Linked DNA regions of Columba livia: region 1 is linked to region 2. The links are chromatin contacts, called in public Hi-C maps. All regions are on one chromosome and are shown on one strand. The core of a region is the stretch at or near the end of the contact, and the rest is flanking DNA. Distances in the headings are between cores, read along the strand shown. Region 1 has its middle 26 kb from the start of TMEM63B. Region 2 holds the start of VEGFA (vascular endothelial growth factor A).

Region 1 (6,406 bases), core at 1,151-3,650, 330 kb after region 2:
GTACTAAAATTATCCACTGGCTTTGACAGATTCCCTGTATTTTGTATTACCTGGGGCAGACTCGGGCTGTAGAGTCCTTGTATGTTGCGCCTAGCCCACCTCACATCTTCTGGGCACCCACCATGGGGCCAGCACAAATGAAGTGCCATGCCCAGCTGGGCAGCAAGAGGCTTCCCCAATGCAAGGAGCACAGGTCTGCTCTGCTCAAGCTTTTTGCCTGGCAGGAGGGTCTTTGCAAACCTCTGGGGAAACATTTCCAAAGGCATCAGGTCACACAACACCCCTGGAAATCTTGGCTAAATCCCAGAGACCGGGGTGCCACGACCACCGCTCCATCCTTCCAGAGCTGCGCCCTGGCCACGTGTGCCACCAGCACATCAGGAGACTTGTCACCTGCCTATCCCCAGGGCTGGTGAAGAGGAGCACGTTTCCCCAGGGCCACTGAAGCCACCTCATGACACTCGCACGCGTGGCTGCCAGGATGCCGGCGCGCTACAGGGGAGGACAGCCAGGGTGGCCATGTGATCCCCCCGCTGCTATTCCTGGTCCCCGGGGAGGCTGGAGGACTGTCACATGGAGCAAGAATCACCCGGCTGCAGCGTACAAGCCAGGTGAGTCCAGCTGTGGTGACAGCAAATTTCTAATTAGTTCATTGCATCAGACTGGCCAAACACTCACAGTCATTACCCAAGGATGGCCTACGTGCCGGGCAGGGTGTACTCCCCTGATCCCTGCTTCCCAAAATGGGACCAGGAGAGCCAGACTAGCTTGCCCTGGAAAAGGACATGCTGTCTGCTGTGCCCAGCAGGCCAACCAGCTCCAGGACCCGCAAACCACATCGGGAAAAAACAGAGAAACAAAGTGTCAGGCATGCAGCAAATGGCCTGAGTGTGACTGTCCTACGTGGTGAGGTCTCATCCTGCCCCATGCATGGATGCAGAATGGGTCTCTCCCACCCACAGCCACAGGGACTGGGAATTAGGATGGTGTGGTGCACACCAGTTCCCCTATCCTGCTCCCCTGAGCCTGGGGTGTAGGCAGGCATGACCCGCTCCTCTCTGACCACTTCCCAAGGATGGAGAGCTGTGAGTGTGTTTGGAATCCTGTCAACACAACGGTAGCGGGGTGAGCTCCCCGCGAGCTTGCTGGCAGCTTTGCAGAGAGGTGCTCTCCCCACGAGCTCAGCCGGACACTGCGTGAGCACTGCTGGTGGGTCTGAGCCCAGCCACACACCCACTCCCAGCAGCATCGGAAGGCAGCAGCTCTGCTGCCTCGGAGGTACCACAGGCAGGTTTGGCAGGGAAATATGTATCTTGGAGCTGCTTTCCCCGTGGCGGTAGCTGGAGCCGATTCTGAATACTTAGCTGGTTTAATATGCAAACAAAAATCCCTGGACTGTCAGCTCTTCCAAGCAAGGGACCATCCAAGTACTTGGCAAACATGCAGGGTGGGGGGGAGCTGTGGCAGCTGAGCCCCTATAGCCAACACTGGCCATAGGGTGGAGGTAAGAAACTGCAGGCCCAGCCGAGCACCCCGGGCTGGGCTCTGCTTCATGCTCACTCTGAAGTTTAGCTGTTCTCCTTTGCTCAAGCCAGGCTGGCACAGGGTGGCCCAGTCCTCCCTAGGCTTGTGCCCCATCGAGATCTGTGCTGTTGGTGGCTTTGAGATGACGCTAGGTACTGGGCCAGGCAGGGACTTCTTGCCAACCACAGAGTGGAAGCACCCATGCTACTGCAGGATCTCCTGTCCTCCCCATGCATCACCTCATGGCCCTGGGGGCACTTCACTGGATGAAGATTTCCTCCTCATCTACCCTCTGGATGAGGGATTCTGCAGGATCCAGGATGCCACTGAAGCTTGGACTCCTTTAGAATGGCAGGCAGTAACCACCTCCCAGCACACAGCAATCCTACCTAACGGGTTCCAGTCCCTACAGTGCGCAATCCCAGGTGCAGCTGGAAGTGACTGGCACATGCAACCCCAGGTGATGCCTCAGAGGCCCCAAAGAAAAGAAAAAAGAGCTTTTCCTCTCCTTATCTCAAAGCACTGAGCACTCATCACACCCAGCTTTTCCGCCAGGAAACTGCAGAGAGTTAGCTGCTTCTTCTGGCTTTCCCCACCAAAGAGGGCCGCTCGTGAGAGTGGGAGATCATGGGAGAGCAGGATGGGGTCTGTAAATATCCCCCAGGGCATGAAAAAGCTGAAGGGAAGAGTGCCGCAGCACTGCCTTGCAATGCCAGGCATGCAAATGGACAGTAGGGAGAAGGGAGTTTGTTCACAGCAAAAGGCAGCTGTACCCCAAAAAGCCAAGCCTGCTCCCAGACCCCCCACCCGGGGCTGCCCAAAGCTCTCCAAGGGGCACGTGAACAGCACCATTGGCCACCCCAGGCCCCAAGGTCACAGCAGCAGCCCGGTGTAAAACCCATAAGGCCGCAGTCATCCTAAGCCAGGCTCCGCTCGGGGGCAGCCAGGGACGTCGGGGTGTCAGGCGGGAAGGGGGGAGTGCAGGCGGCATCTCCACGAGGACACCTTAAAGCCGGTGCCTGCGGGCTGGCTCCCGCCGCCCCGCTCCGCTCCTCGCCGCTCCTCGCTGGGAAGCAGCTGACTCGGGGCGGCTGCCAGCGCTGCTGGCTGCTGGATCCGGCCGCTGCAACGTGCAGCCTGACATGTAAACCCGGGCAGGCCTATGCTAATGGCTGGGGGAGGGCGCCTGGCTCAGCGGCGAGGGAGAACGGAGGTGGAGGCCGGAGCCCAGCCAGCAAATTTCCCCCACACACCCCTCCCCTTCTCCATCACCACCTCCCCGCATCCATCTGCCTCCCCTCCTCCTTCTCCTCCTCCTCCTCCATTCATAAAATCCGGGCGGCACTGCCATCTACCGTAGCGTGTGACGGCCAGCCCCACCGCCCCGCTCGGCCCACCGGGCAGCCCCCAAAGCCAACCGGCCCGCCGGCACCCCCGCCTGCACCCCTGACTCCTGCCCGTGGGTCCCGGCCCCATCGTCAGCCCTCCTCCCAGCAGCGCTCCCAAAGCCCCCCCGAGACTTCCCATGGGGCAGCAAGGCAATCCCATCCTTGCCCTTATGCCAAGCTGGGGTCTCTCTGTCCAGCCCCTCACACCTACCCCAGCTGTATTTTGGGGGGAGGTCTCCTCGCCACCCTCTGGGGCAGCACAGCCAAGAGCTGAGCAGTCAGCCCCATTGCTGCCAACCAAGCAGCAAGAAATCAGGAGGCAGCAGAGACAGCGGTCTCCTACCTATGCTGTCTGGTGTCCCTTAGGAAAACCCTCAGCTCCTGTTTTCAAGCACCTCCTTAAAAACCACAAAGTCCGCTCTCAGCACAGGGAGATAGGGAAGATAAAAGACCAGCTTCTCTTGTAAGGAGCCATGGGCCCAAGGCTTTGAAAAAGAAGATGAAAGTAGCAACATGTGCCTGTCGGGAGAAGGGTGAGACTTAGCCATCAGCCATAGTCCCTGCTCGGGAAGAAACCTTCCAGGCCCAAGCAGCCCCCTCCATGAGGAGACGATGAGGGGCACCCCCTTTCCCTCAGCCACCCCTTTCTAATTCCCCACTGGGGAGGGTGTGTGCTCCCGCCCCCCTCTGCTTACAGCATTTTATTCTCCCTCTCAGTATGTAATGGGGCAATCCCTGGCTGGGTCTTATTCCATGTCCCTTTCTTTACTATCACCCACAGGAATTAAGTCCTGCTCTACCCCTCACATCAGGGAACCCCTTCCAATCCCCCATGCCCTTCCTTGCCTTCCCTCCTTCCCCTCGCTAGGGAGGGTTATCCCCGGGCAGCAAAGATGGCAAGCCCACACCACACTGGGAAGCAAGCAGCCCTGCAGCATGGCCAGGGCCAGACCTCCAGGCTCATCACTGGGTGAGCAGGAGCAGCAGGCTCCCTGGCCAAGTGTGCCCCCAGCAGCATCTCAGCTCTCACCAGCCTCCCTCTTTGTTCACTGCAGCTCCCTCCCCAGGACTGAAGACTCAGAGGAGCAGGAGAAGGGGAAGGTGGTGAATTTGGACCAGTCAAACAAAAACCTGCAGGGTGGTCAGCATGTGCAATGCATGTGCAGGTGGGAGACCTCATGCTTAAAGCTGAATGGGGAGCACTGTCTGAGCATCTCTACAGGGAAGAGTGAGAGAGGGAGAGAGGGAAAAAAAATCTTGTGAGTGCAGCGTTTGCAAAATGAGCTGGCGGTAAATAGCTGGAGGATAGACAGCGTCTCTGTACGTGAGGCACGGCACGGAGAGCTGCACCTGAGCGAGGCTGGGCCACTGCTCGTTCTGGCATCACACGTCACTTACTGATGCATCCTCCCCAGCCTGCCCTCTCTCTGCACCGGCTCCCCCGCCTCCGCCATAAAAATGCAGCGGGAAAAATGGGTTCCCCTCAGTTCCCCACCGGTGCAGCCACAAAACAGAGAGCTGGGAGAGGCACAACTGAACTTGATTCAAGGTCCAGCTCATGCCTACCCCAGTTCCAGAAGGCATTCAGCAGCACAAACCTCCTGATCCCTTTTTCCTGCTGACGACCCACACCCCCCAACTTCAGCCTCTCCCCACGCCCCTGATCAGGCACTTTCTTTCCCGAGCAACAGCAGCCGTGTTGCCAGCACTCCCTGCTTGCAAGTGTCTCTCACTATCCTAGTCCCTTTGTTCCCCTTGCAGGGCAGCCTTCCTCTGCGTTTTGCAGCAAAAGGCTGAGGCCCAGCACAACTCATCTCTCCTGGGCTGCCTCAGGCAGGAGACCACCTCCCGTCCTCCCCCTGCTGTGAAAGACCTGGCAAAATTCACACAGCGCCTGAAAAACGTAGCGCCCTTCCTGCGTGATGTAGGACAAAGAGCAGAAGCCGTCTTTTCCCTATAGCTAGGCGTACTCAGGGGTATAGGTTATAGCAACACCAGACAATTATTTGCCATTTTCCACGGGTTCCTCCCCAGGCCCACGGGGTTTGCCGGTCCCCCGGGTGTTCGCGCCCGGTGCTCGGTGGCACGGCCGGCTCCCGCCTGACACCGTGTGGCCGCCGCCCGCTTTGCAGGGACGCGGGGAGGGCGCCGGGGCCAGCCCGGGGATGGGGCCGGTGGGGAGGAAGGGAGGGAGGGAAGGGAGGCTGCGAGGAAGTGGGCACACAGGGTCTCGCTCCGAATGACTCTTAGCAGAGCAAAGCGAAGAGGAGAAGGGGGAAATCGCAGACCGAGCACATGCCTGGTTCCTGCCACCCGCCACCCCGGGATAAAACGCTACATACTTTAATAAACTGATGCACGTGTGTCCCAGCAGTTTCCATAGGTGCCCATGGATTCAGCCCAGCATGTCCAGGCGGAAAAGAATTTCAATTTACTGCTAGCTAATGCTACAGATTCATATAAGCACACAAGACCTAGGGGCAGCATGTGACAGCAGGAGCTGCTATGATAATGCCTCAACAGATGAGACGCCTCTAAGAACATCTGTATGGGTTTCAAGCCTTTCAGAGAGCCCTCCACATTGTGCAGCAGGGCCTTTCCCCTGCCCTTCCACAGCTTTGCTTACCTTCTGCGAGGAGGCTGAATTTCCGCTTCCTGGAGCACAAGGGCTGGCATCTCTGCAGGGACTGCACAAGAGCAAAACCCAGTCATCTGCATCCCACCAACCTGATGCGGTGCCTGTTTGCTGTGCCCACCTATGAAGGGTCAGAGTGGACCCTGTAAGGTGCACGTCCAACACATATCATGGTACCTGTGCCAAGTGTCACACACTCCTGCAAGAGAAAAAACACCTCAGCAATTTCCCACTGCTTGGAGCTGACCCTACAACACATCTAAGGCACCACCAGCAGCTACAACACTGCAAGGCCCAGGGAAGCTCCAGCTGGGCTGGGGCTGGCATTCACAATTCCTGGGGAAGCAGGAGGCATGGCTCCATGCAGCATCCCAGGGGAGTTACCGATGCTAACCAACCTCATCCTTGGAAAAGCTGCCAGGATGCTAACCTGGCAAGGGTAAGGGCAAGGGGAGGTGTAAATGTTTGCTGAGTGGGCTTTAAGAGCCTACCGGCTTGGAGCAGGCAGCCCTTGCTCCAGTTACTCTCCCAAGTACCTGAGCGAAGCCCTGCAACCTTCATGAAAAGCTTGTCTCCATTCAGGAGGGGATTCTTACCTGCCTCCCTTCTCGATTTTACAAATCCCAATGGCTGTCTCACCCTTACTCCTCCCAGGGCTGTGGGAAAAGACCTCCAAATCCCTCCAAGCACTGATCATCTGATGGCCACTAGCTTGGTTGTCCTGCAGGTACATCAGCTGTGCCCAGGGAGCCGGTGACCCCTAACCCTGCCACACTGCTCACAGCATCCACAGCCTCCCCCAGGCATCCCCAGCTCTGCACACCTCTGCAGGGACAGAGACCACTTCTCTTTCCCAGGC
Region 2 (6,178 bases), core at 1,807-4,306:
CTTGTGAGCAGTGCTAAGCACAAACACTGTGGGTTCTATAGCAATGTCAGTATTTATTACGGTGTAATGTTAACATGGAAGGCACATGAATGTCTCTGCTGGCACCAGAATCCAAGCAAGTACATGACCATTTGCACAAACTCCACATACACCCCTCTCCTGGTAACAGGATGTTGGCAGGTGGGAAGATCACAGGATCCCGATGAAACGTAAGATGAGATGAGCAATCCTGTAGTGGTAATTTTAGAAGCTGGGTTCTGTACATTATTTACAGTACATTGTAGCTTTAAGGAGATAAGGCTACCCCTTGCCTTACCTCGTGGGTTTAATCTTTTCTGTGAGATTTCTGTGTATGACTTTGAGCAGTGCAACAGCTGGAGGGATTTTGTCCATCCAGACGGGTGTTGAAATTACAGGTTATTTGTGGTAGCACTATGTTCATTCATAAAATGCTCACCTAGCAGGAGGGGAAAAGTCACCTAGGACCCACTACCAAATAAAGAAAAAAAGTACTGAGTGAGCTATCTGCCTGCTGCAGATCTGAAGTGCAGAGGCCTGGCATGAGGAGGGAGCCGCTCACAGTAAACTCCGGCAGAATCAGGACCGGTTCCTTCCTTTGGGAGCTTTAATTTGGCTTTACCTTCATCTAATGAAATATTCCATTTATTTCTCATGGTGAGGGTCTGTAGTCTCCCTCTCTCTTGGAGGGCAGTTTTGGCAATTGCATTCTGAATATGGGAAAGTCAGGTTATTTTGGATGGACATTTGTTACTTCAGAAACCCTCTGCAACAATTAGTTTAAAAACCAAACCACACCAAAACAAAACCAGAGCAAAGTAAAAAAGATTCTTTTGCAATATTTGAACAACACGCACCACTCCTCTGTAGAAATGTGATCCCTGAGGGGAAAGGGATTATATTCTCTTCCAGGCTTTTGACTAGGCTGGATTTCTCCCCCTGCCCAGAAGGAAGGCCATGGGCACCAGGGTGTGGGATGCGACCCCACAGCCAGGGCAGCCGAGAGGCCGGGCAGGAGTTGGCGTCGCTCCTGGTTCAGGCAGATGATCTGTCACTCACCTCCCAGCCTTCCTCGGGATCAGTGTGACCTGGGTGACATCCCCGCATGCTGCACCACGGGGTGACACGAAAACTTTTAAAAATAAACAAAGGGAGAAACAGGTATAAGATCTAGGGAAAGCAAAGATTTTGTTTGGTTTTGTTTCGTGTGTTTCCCTCAGCCAGCAGGTGCCTCTATAGAGCCAATGCTTTGCCTGTATCAGTAGGAGTCTGTGGCACAGCACTGGAATACCTGCTTTCTAATCATAATGTGGCCTTTTCTTTCTTCAGTGTCTTTTTCCCTTTCCCCTTCCTCCAGCCCATGGTGAGCCCCAGGAATCTGCCAGCTTGGACTACCACTCTGTCCGCTACCTGCAGTCCTTGGAAGACGGTGGTAGGAGAGAGATTTATATGTGTTGACACACGCATATTGTTACTCTGTATCCCGTATGAGGAAATTTTGCGGGTGACACGAGTGAAGGAGCTCAGCTGGGGAATGCCTGCGGTAACCCCAGTAAGACAAAGCTGCCTTTTTGCCCTTCAAATACCTTCCCAGAAAGCAGCGTGGTGTTTGTCTGGCAAAATCTTCACCCCTTCAGCATGACACCTTTCTGCACACTGGGGCAATGCTCAGCCAGTGCAGGCAGCCCCCCTGAACCAAGGTGGGTTGCCAATGGATGAAGAGAAATAAAACCCAAATGAGGACAACCCCCTACTCCACTCCTTTTTAGCACATAGGTGCTAAGAAATCACTGTGTCTGAAAAGCGAAGGCCTTGGGGGGACGGATGATGAGTGTGATCACAATTTGTCCTCGCTGCCCCCTCCCCCCAAATGGCTCCGCTGGACTTTGGAGCAATTCCCACGGGCAAGGTGAATTTTGACCCGAACGTGCATCCATCGGCAGGGCAGAAAGGGTGGAGGAAGCGCGGCCCGTGGGGCGCCCGAGGTGAAAGGCAGGGCAGGAAGGCTGGGGGGCGAAATGTTGCGAGCCACGGGGGACTGCGGACCCGAGTGGAGAGGGCGGGGAGGGCGGCAGAGGGGCCGCGGACCCCTTTACCTCCGTGGCCTTTCCCAGCGAAAAAAGGGAGGGGAGGAGGGAGGAGAATAGCTGTGGAGGGGTGGGACTTTGCCGGAGCGTCTCTCCCCGCGTCCGCGCCGAGCAGTTGCAGAGCGCCGGCGAGCGGGTGGCGGGGCGGGCGCTGCGCGGGGAACGGGCGCTGCGCGGAGCCGCCGCTGGAGTGCGCGGAGTGCGGCTGCCGCCGCGCCGGGGGCGAGGAGCGCACGCCGCGCCGGCGGGGGACAGCGCGCCGCGGGAGCAGCCCTCCCCGGGCACCGGGACCTGCTGTTGGCTTGCCGCCTTGCTTTATCCTCTCGTTTAATTTATTTTTTCCCCACCTATACTTTGATCCGCTGGGATTTTTTTTCCCTCCCTTTCCTGCAGAGCCTCCCTCCGCCCCAGTTCCCTCCCTCTCTAGTCAGTTTGGATTTTTTTTTTTTTATATTCTGATTTTTTTTCTAAAGCGGTGGACTGAGAGAGGGAGAGACAGAGAGGGCAGGAGGAAAGCGCTCTCTTCATCCCCTCCGCCACCACCACCCCGACTTGCGGAGAGGGGTCGGGCCGAGCGGCGGCAGCGGGATCAGCCCCTTACCGCCAGGGAGGCGACCCCGGCTCGGGGAGCCGCCGGAGGCAGCTGCTGCGAAGAGGGGACGCAGAAAAAGAGATGCATTGAAACTTTCCGCGCAAACTTTGGCGTGAGTGCTTGAAACTGAGCGATCGCGGCGCGGGTGACTGCCTGCCCCGGCGCGGAGAGAAGCGGCGGCCGCGGACGAGCGCCGCTGTGGAGCTCGGACTGCCCGGCGGCGGGGGCCGGGCGGCGGCGGGGCGGCCGCGGAGCCTGCGCTCGGCCCGGTGGAGCGCCCACCGAAAGCAGCAGCGGAGGCCGGCGGAAAGCCGGGCTGATGGAGGGGTGAAACCGGAGACCCCGAAGAGGAACACCTTTTTCCCGGGAGCCTCTCGCAGCGCCCGACCGGCGGCACCCCAGGAGGCGGCGGCGGGCACGGAGGAGGCGCGGGCAAGAGCGCGGCGGGGCGGCGGCGGCGGCGGGGCGACGGCGGCGAGGCGGAGCGCGGCGGGCCCCGCTCCACGGCGTGTGCCGGCAACCATGAACTTTCTGCTGAGTTGGATCCACTGGGGGCTGGCGGCGCTGCTCTATCTGCAGAGCGCGGAGGTAAGCAGCAGGGACGGGGACGGCGGCGGGACGGGGGCTTTTGTACCGCACGTACGGTGGGGGCGGGGAGGCGGCGGAAAAGACTTTTTTCCCCCCTTTCTTTTTGGCGCCCCCCTGCCTTACTTCCCACCTGCTCGGTGCGGTGCCGCCGCGCTGCTGGCACCGTGTCCGGGTGGGTGCCTGCAGCGCACACACGTGTGTATGCGTGCGTGCAATGCTGCAAACGGGGGATGCGGGGGGGGGGAAGCGCTGCCCGGTGCTTCGCAGGCCCCCGGAGCAGTCGGCAGCGCCGTGCGGAGTGCCCGCGCACGTGTGCGCGCACTGCACGCCCCCGGCGTGGGGCTCCCGCGGCGGCGGGGCCGTGGGGTCCCGGCGGGGCCAGTCCCGGGGAGCTGCTTGGGGCAGGGAGGCAGCGCGCTGGCTTCTTGCATCAGCCTCGCCGCCCGTCCTCGGGTCTCCTGACATTGCAAAAGGGTGTTTCGGCGGTATTTGCCTTGGGTCCCAGCTCGGGTTCGTGCCGCCGAGTGGAGTTCAAAATACCTAGCTGGAAAAACAAATAGAGATCAAAGAGGACAAAATGGATCCTGAATTTCTTCCAGATTGATTTTTTTTTTTTTTTCAAAATACATATCTCCTGCACCGAGGTTACAAAACCGTACATTTTTCTCTTCTCCTCCTCAGTCACTTTTACTTTTGCCTCATTGTCATTCCTGCGAGATTAAAAGCCAACTCTTTCTGCTTTTCTTTTTCTGTTTTTTAAGAAAAAGGAAAGGCAGCTTTCTGTGCAAACGTGTCCTATAAATCTGTTTTCTAAAGAGTCAAGAGAGCTGTGTTGCCAAGAGATATTAAGGGGTTTAGACAGAGTGCCCACGTGAAAGTGGCTATTCCCTGGGCGGACCCGGATTATGTTTTAAAGGCTATAACAGGTTAGTTCTCTCCTGCCATTTCTCCTCGGCACTTGTGGAGAATGCGGGGCCAGATCATCTCCCACAGTTGTGAAAATAAGCGTCGCTTGCAAACTAATCAGTTATTCACATTGTTTGTTCAGCACCGATACTGGAAGGTAACTCCCCAGTTAGGAGCCATTTCAGCTGTAACTGAAGTAATGCAGGCACTGCATGCTTTGTTTCTAGCCTGTTATATCTCTTACTTTCGCCACTGACAGCCGCACATTAGGCTGTGCTGGATGGGAACTGAGGCGCAGCTCTTGAGTGTGGCACAGAGCTGCTCCCTGCTGCCTGCCTGCCAGATTTGGCTCGTGGGACAATTCTTTCCGCTCTCCATGAGTTTTTCCACCGTCATGTAAAACGGGGATTTCTTTGCCTCGCAGGTCCTCGGTAAACTTGTACAGTAGAGTCAGTTCCTCTGCTGTAGGTTAGACAGCTCTGTATTGATGTCTAGTGATAATACTCTTTAACCCTCCCCTCGCTCCTTCTCCCCTCCCCTTCCTCTTCCCTGGAGGAAGAAACGCAGATCAGGTAGAGTCCAGGTCTGTCTGTCCTCAGGAGTCACGTAGAAGCCTCCTGTTACCTTTTCTCCTAGGCAGGAGGATGGTGCCGGTGAGAAAAGAAAGAGGATAACGGTGGGAAGAAAAGTAGGGAGGAATCACGGGATGTCGGTGGGGTTGGGGGGAGATGTCACAGGGCTAGATAAGTGAGAGATCGGGAGATGTTGAGATAGCTGGGTGATGCGGGCCATATAAGTGCTCTGGCAGATCAACGGTGAGGTCTGCCCTTCAGTTCTGTCCTTATTTGTCTGTTGATCGCCTGGGCACCACGGTGATGGGAACGTTAGAAATACCAGCAGATCTCACGTAGGCAGCTTGACAATAACTCTGGGCATGGCAGAAGGCATGACTCTTCATGCCGGGTCTAAGGTTTTGTGCTCTGATGATAATATTTATCTGTACTGTTAATCTGACTGTTGTGCTGAATAAAACCTATCTAGCTAGCCATGCACATTGGAGAGCATTAAATAAAAACCCTGGCAGAAGCTGAGTTGGGGAAGCGGGGTCCAGCACGTGTTGGGTTGCTTTCCCAAAGGCAAAGAAGGAGGAGCACTGGAATCGTGGTGCTCCATGGTGAAGGCAGCAGGGGGATGCCTCCTTACTGAAGGAGTTGTTATGGTCCTGCAGCGGGGATGGTGGGAAATCGTGTCACGATCAGGGCTGGGTGGTGCTGATGCCACAGGTGTCTGCCTTCACTGGTGGCAATAGCCTTTCTGTGCAGGAAAGGGAGGAAAAGGTGATTTTGCAGTGGTTTGCCCATGCTGGATAGTGGTGTACAGTCCTCAGGCCCAACAGGGTCCGAGAGGTTGTGTTGTTGTCCCCTTCTGGTCCCCCCCTTTCCTGAAGAATGGGGGACAGTCCGTCATTCCCCATCTTCCTTTGTCTGCGGGTCTTGGCAGCAGCCTGGTGGTAGGTCACCTCGATGAGGGTCTGGGAACTCTTCCCTTCCTGCCCTGAACTGCGGAGGGACCTGGATACACCAGCTGTATTGCCATAGGGAACAGGCAGCGATCAGACACTGAGGGAGGGAGAGTGAGCCTGTGACTAGACTGCTAATGACCGCACACCCACCAGGCTCCCTGCCTTTGGTGTGCCTCTGCGCCAGGCCATGATGGGGAGCCACCAGAACCTGCTTCCCCAGCCCGTAGGCAGCTGGAACGCAGTGGGTCACCTTCCCAAAAGCCACTCCAGGCCCGTGCTCTGAGGACAGGCTGGGAGAGAGGAGGAGCGTTCCTTTGGGAGCAGGAGAGAGGGAAGCCTGTACTGACATCTCAGAGGGGCTTGGTGGTTCCTGAGCAACCCCAAATCTGCTCTCCTGTCCATCCCGCTCCCTGTCAGAGGTGCCTCAGCTGTGCTGGCAGCTTGCGGGATTACTGACCTCTGTCT

Evidence for each region. A called contact is a pair of places that touch in the nucleus more often than the background predicts.
Region 1: a Hi-C map of crop shows a contact between it and region 2, with 5 times the contacts expected there. The contact joins the enhancer-like site here to the promoter of VEGFA in region 2. A contact is called at or near these places in 2 of 2 Hi-C or Micro-C datasets (crop and liver).

What each region holds. Positions count from the first base shown.
Region 1 is chr3:87,722,456-87,728,861 of bColLiv1.pat.W.v2, forward strand. No RefSeq gene overlaps it. Among named protein-coding and RNA genes, the nearest start is that of TMEM63B, 26 kb to the right of the region's middle. Within about 2 kb of position 2,401, at least 3 of the 3 cell types and tissues checked have an H3K27ac peak away from gene starts, as active enhancers do.
Region 2 is chr3:87,391,449-87,397,626 of bColLiv1.pat.W.v2, forward strand. VEGFA (vascular endothelial growth factor A) reads left to right here and starts at 3,057. Exons shown (of 6, transcript XM_065058086.1): 1 at 3,057-3,285. The coding sequence starts at 3,220. It also overlaps a transcript of RSPH9 not described here.